Regions from separate parts of the Mus musculus genome. Here region 2 is linked to region 1. The links are chromatin contacts, called in public HiChIP or PLAC-seq maps. All regions are on one chromosome and are shown on one strand. Each heading gives the region's core, a stretch centred on a gene start, on an enhancer-like site or on the middle of the called end of the contact. The rest is flanking DNA. Distances are from core to core; before and after follow the strand shown.

Region 1 (2,972 bases), core at 170-2,669:
GAAAGTTTTCAACTTCTAAGAAGATATTAGAAAGTGGAAACATCACAGAATCTGTATTTGCCAATGGTGTTGTCCAAAAAGCAACTGAATTTATTATAGAAATAATAATCACCAAGTCAGTGATGACAGAAGACTATATACCAACATAAACATCGATAAGAATTCTTTATTATTTTTACTTTACCTTAGGCTCTCCACTACATGTCCTTGTGTAAAGCCATGCTCACTGAGTGTATTACCTCAGTTGTGAGTCTAATATGAGTTGACTTATTATTGTGAGACTAAGTGAAGCACACCACTTTGCCATGCCTTGTTTGTATAAGCATAAGCTCCAATAAATAATCACTTTGAATATTGGTAGAGTATTAAGAATTTAAGAAACCCTTGAAAAGTATTCATAATCTGCCACATACAGTGAATTTTAGACAGCAATATCATGTAGCCAAGTGCCTACATCTATAAGTACTTAAATCTCAGAGCTAAAAGCTAAATGCTTCGTTACGCCACAGGGATGATGTTATGGAGTTTGCTCTACCCAGAAATATGGAGTGCATTTTCTTATCTGCTAATACAAATGCACAAAATGGAAGACATTACACAGAAAGCTTGCTTTTAGATTCATTCCATAGGCCATTGGTTGCTTTCATATCAATAAACAGACATAGTTTTGTGTATGAAAGCCAGATTTCTCCTTTAGCATATGCTAAAATGAATACAGATTTCTAAACACTTGGACTTTATAGCTGGTTTCAGTCTGTTAGACGTCTGTAGAGTATGATGTTGATTTATTAATGATTTCCACATGGTTAAAAAATCCTTTCACATCTCACAACTGTACAAATAATTGTTGGATTGAAATATTTTTTTACCTAATTTCTCTGCATAAGATTTTGCTCACATTTTACTGCTTTAGAATTCACAATACTGGAGTTTACATTTTCTTCAAGAAAATGCATTTCCCCTGTGGGAGAGAAACTCAGCACTCATACACAAAGCAGCCGTGAAACAAATGGAACACTCTGCCGTAAAGAGACATGCTGAAATCGAATTTCCTGGTCTGATAGTGAATAACACCTACCTCGATGCTTAATAATCTTTTATAGTACTTTCTTTTTTTTTTTCTAATCAAATGCCTGTCAGTGTTCTTACACACTATGAACTAGCATATTACCAGTTTCAACACGTAATTCATGGCATAATCCGGGTTGTATTTATACCACCAAGTCTATTATTTATGATAAACATGGTTTTATTTCATGAATGACACAACTAAGAAGTGTCACAGATGGATGGCGGCAACGTTTCATTTTTAAGTCAAGCACAATGTGGAGAAGGCAGCATTTTTATTTCCTTCCTGTGCTCCCCTTCTTCTTGACCTTGCTAACCACACAGCCTTGTAAGTCATCTCTTTCCCGACTCCCCAGGGACCTCTCTTTATAAGAAAGACCACACTTTATAATCCTCTCCACCGTGAACGTGTCATCGGTAATAACGTGCTTAATTGTTTGTCATACTTCTCCTGAGTCCTATCTCTACTCCCACCGCATTTTTGCTTTGGTCTTTCATTTCCAAAGTTAACTTTTAGCCAGAATAAATGACCAAAAGAAGGATGGAATTATGTTATTTTAATTATATGTTATTAACAAAGTAATTCCTATAAAACTCTGCTGTGGGACTCATGACGAATTTAAATGTCTGGGGGAAATTGGTCCAAGGTTAAAGTAAATAGAAGGAAGGGACAAGTATCCATCATCTTCCTCTAGAACAGTCACTCTCAACTGGTAGCCTGTGACCCCTGGAAATGTTGAATGACCCTTTCACAGGAGTCGCCATCAGAAGACCATCAGAAGACACAGATGTTTATATTACATTCCATAACAGTAGCACAGTTACAATTATGAAGTAGCAACAAAAATAATTTTATGTTTGGAGGTTACTACAACATCATCAAGGAATTTTACTAAAGGGTTGCAGCATTAGGAAGATTGAGAACCACTGGACTAGATGTATTTCCACTCTTTGGTATAAAATTGTTTCCCATGGACTGGCAAAGTGACTCAAGCAGATAAAGGCACCTGCTATCAAACCTGATGATCTGAGCTCTTGTAGCCCCTCACTAATAGGCTTTAGTCTACCATGTCCAGACAGCTCCTCTGAGGTCAGTACAAACAGAGGAGTCCCCTTCCTAGCGGAGTTTCCCCTTCTTTGCCTGATCTGGTGAGCCTGACCCCTTATTTTCTACCTGAGGAATGTCTTTGGCAAACCCACAAGTTGAACTTCTTCAATTCTGATAAGAACCTGCCCAGCAAGTATCTGAGATTCCTAAAATGCTTCTCCATACAAATGAGGCATTCATAGCATTTTAAACTCAAAGCCAATGACTTCATTCACCCTGAAAAACTCCTTCCTGTCTCCAAGGTTAGTACATAGCCCTTGTCAACCCCAAGTAAAGTGTCTGCACCCCAATTGTTCCACTGAAGATTGTGTAAAAGAGCTGCTTCATTGAGCAGTAGCACTAAGATCCACAGAGAAGGCCTCAGTGGTGTCTGGACACCCTGAAGGAAGAAACAGAGGTTGCAGAACTACAGTTGGTCCCCAACACACGTACTACAAGGTCTATCCCTGGAACCCACTTGGAAGAAAGAGAATCAGTTCTTGAAAGTTGTTCGGTAACTTCCACACATGCTCCATAGTACAACAGTGTCATCCCCACAGGTAATAAATAGATAAGTTTAATATTGGTGAAATGGTTTTCTGATCTCAGTCCTCAGGGGAAGGTGTATATGCTATCATAGGCTGAACTGTAGCAGAATTCAACTCAAGATAAAATTAGTGTCACACGAGCATATCTACTAAGAAGCCAGAACCTTTGTTTCGATATAACAACTTTTAGCTATAGATGAAGTCCAAGAAAATATATGGATGACCTACACAATATGAAGAAATGTTAGGATAAAAATTTAATTCAGCTT
Region 2 (2,972 bases), core at 208-2,707, 470 kb before region 1:
ACTTCAAGAAGGAGTCTTCTGTCCAACCAGGAGAAGCATCCATTTTCAATAATCACTCACTTTGATAGAAGAAAGCTTCTAAGTACGTGAGAACTAAGGGGTGATAAGCAAAGAATGACTTCAATGTAGGATTAAGAAGAGAACCAGTTTGCACATTGGAAAGTTTTCATGTTGAGCTAGCCCATCACACAGTACAGCAGATATTTTAATCCCATCTCAATAGAAAAACATCTAATTTTAAAAATTATATATATTCATAATTCCAACTCAGGTGTGTGTATATATATGCATATATGTACATATACATATATATGGATATATACACATATATGTACGTATATGTACACACACATATACGTACATATACATATATGTACACACACGCGCGTGTGTGTATATATATATATATATACCTGAGTTGGAATTATGAACCCAAAAAGAAGCACTGATGTGTTCATTAAAAATGAAAGTATCATCTCATCTCTGAAAATCCTGTATTAAAGGACACTTAAAGATCACCGGGATCACAGCTGAGGGCTGATAAATGTACCACAGAGACCCTGGGTTTATTTACATACTTGTCTCACAGGTTTCATCAGGGACTATAGAGGATTTTTTTTTAGAGAGAGAGAAGAGGAGTTCTTGGAAGATGGTTAAAAATTTTTAAACAAATCTGACCTCACTAAATTATAAAATCTAAAATGTTGGAGAAAATAAATCTCTGAATTTCCCTAGGAAATGAGTCGTTACTGAGCTGGAGGCAAGATTCCAATCTCAGCTTAGGTGGAGGCAGAACAATTATCTGGGACATAATGACAAATGTTGGCTATTCTATCACATTCTGAGAATAAGTTTTTTTTTAATGAAACATAAAGTTGCATAAATGTTTATGCATAAGTATTCTAGACAGCAAGTAGACAACGTCAGCCCTGTTAGCATGTGATCATAGATATAAGATGAGCACATTGCATAATTATTTTAAACTTTTCCTACTGTACATGGGTTACCTGTAAACAAAACAAAGTATTATGCTTATTCAGTTTTTAAATTTGGATTTGAGTCTTGTTATTTAAATAGATGTTAACATACTTTAAAACACATTTTTAATTTCAAGATGAAATTATCACTTCAAATAATTTTCAAATGAATTCTATGGAAGGAGCTTTTCAAGTCCACAATAAGTACAATAAGATTGGACTTTTTGTCAAGAACACTTTGGAAATATATATTTCCTGCTGACTGAAGGCTGAATGAATATGTTAGAAATAATATTTGATTCTACTGGTCTATGCTTCTAGCTTAATTTCAAAGGACACGGAATAGTACGAATATACTCAGAGATAATCATGTAATGAAACTTTTTTTTTTTTTTTGCGCAGATATATTTGCTGTTCCTCGCCCCATGTAGAAAGCATAATGACCACCAGGGTGCGCTAAAACCTTTGCAATAGTTTCCTTCTGCTGGTGGGTGGGGCTTCTAAGTATTCCTTTGTATGGTGCTTTTTACGGGTGTGCATGCATATTGTGTCACTGATATTGCTGACAGGAATGGCACTCTAAAATAAACTAAGATTATTCCTGTGGGATGAAACACTTTAGCTTGAATTTTGTACAGTCTTCCCAAACAGGACCAGCATGGCATTTCCAATTATGTCTCATGGGAACCTACTGCTGGATCACTCTCTGACATGAGGCACCCAAGAGTGAGCGACACTTATGGCCAGTGTTTCCTCACATAGCTCTCCTATCTGTCATTACATACAATACTAGCCTCCCTGCAAAGTGTGTGTGTGTGTGTGTGTGTGTGTGTAAATGTGTTCAAGTGTGTGTATGTGTGCAAGAGTTCTGAGTGCTTCTGTGTATGTGAGTACAAACGTGTGGGTAAGTGTATGTGACTAGAAGTGTGTAAGTTTATGTGTGAGTGTGCCTGCAAGAGTGTGCATGTGTGTGAGTGTGTGTGTCAACACAGGTGTGCGTAAGAATGTCGGTGAGTGTGTTTGCAAATGTGTTCATGACAGTGTGTGTGATTCCCACACTAGATCGTCTTCTCTGACACAAATTTTGCAATGTTATATATATCAACCTCATTTATTTGTCAGTCTCAGGATTACATCAAGAGCAGTCTCTTGTCATGTGCCTCTTGACACTTTAAAACTTTATCAAGCCTTCCTTGCCAAAACCTTTAGGAACCTATGGAATGGCAGGTGGAGCACAGGGAAGACTATGGAGAGTCCTCTCTGGGTGGTTTTAGAAGCAGGAGAGTGACTTGGGTCAAAGTACAATAGTAAATAAGAATCGAGGGCAAGGCAGGCTTTGGAGAAGCGAGTGTTCATAAGTCTCTTTGTGTGCCACAATTTCCAATATGGTGTGACTTCTGGGGGGGAGGGGGGAGTGTCCCCATAACTGCTTCCAGGGGAGAACCCAGTTCTGTCTCATGCTGTGTTAGGGTTGTTTATTGTCTCTCTGGAGCCCCCAGTTTAACTCTGTTGGGCTGATGACCAACAGAAGTTCTGCCTCAACAGGCTGGCCGACAAGTCCTTTCAGAACTATCCAAGCATTAGACTTTTTTCCAGCTCAAATATCTCCACAGTTTAGAAAATAACAAAAAATGAGTGAAAATGAGGTGAGAAAATATTAATTGGTGACAGCTCCAGAATAGTGTTGAGGACATACCACACTGAAAACAACGCTCGTGTTTGCTCCGTTAACTCAGCCCTGCAGAACACTCTGGCACCCTGTTCATTTGCACTGCGATCCCGGTCTTCTGTGACCTTGCTGCTGCCTCTCCACTTTGGGGGTTGATCTTCTATGTGCCTCTGTTTCTTTGCCCTTATGTAAGAGGGAGGGCAGCGGTAGCATCTCCTCAAGGAACCTGCTTGATTTTGCTACTCTGTGCTTTGCAGTCTCCCTTTAATATGTGTGAGGCTCATTTTCTCGATGAAACACTTGCCTGGAGATTCTAGTTAACCTTG

The links. HiChIP or PLAC-seq counts read pairs in DNA pulled down with a chosen protein or histone mark.
Region 2: a contact with region 1 is called in a RAD21 HiChIP or PLAC-seq map of pro-B cells, with 8 times the contacts expected there. The contact joins two enhancer-like sites. A contact is called at or near these places in 2 of 15 datasets of contacts at CTCF or cohesin (large pre-B cells and pro-B cells), 15 of 484 Hi-C or Micro-C datasets (B cells, adipose-derived mesenchymal stem cells, bone marrow-derived macrophages and 6 more), 2 of 115 datasets of contacts at active chromatin or transcription factors (embryonic stem cells and fibro-adipogenic progenitors) and 1 of 9 other capture datasets (embryonic stem cells).

Annotation. Positions count from the first base shown.
Region 1 is chr1:137,568,203-137,571,174 of GRCm38.p6, reverse strand. No RefSeq gene overlaps it. Among named protein-coding and RNA genes, the nearest start is that of Gm34306, 200 kb to the left of the region's middle. Within about 2 kb of position 1,419, at least 8 of the 459 cell types and tissues checked have an H3K27ac peak or open chromatin away from gene starts, as enhancers often do. A contact at or near this core is called in pro-B cells, where this site is marked.
Region 2 is chr1:138,043,211-138,046,182 of GRCm38.p6, reverse strand. No RefSeq gene overlaps it. Among named protein-coding and RNA genes, the nearest start is that of Gm34353, 51 kb to the right of the region's middle. Within about 2 kb of position 1,457, at least 18 of the 459 cell types and tissues checked have an H3K27ac peak or open chromatin away from gene starts, as enhancers often do. A contact at or near this core is called in pro-B cells, where this site is marked.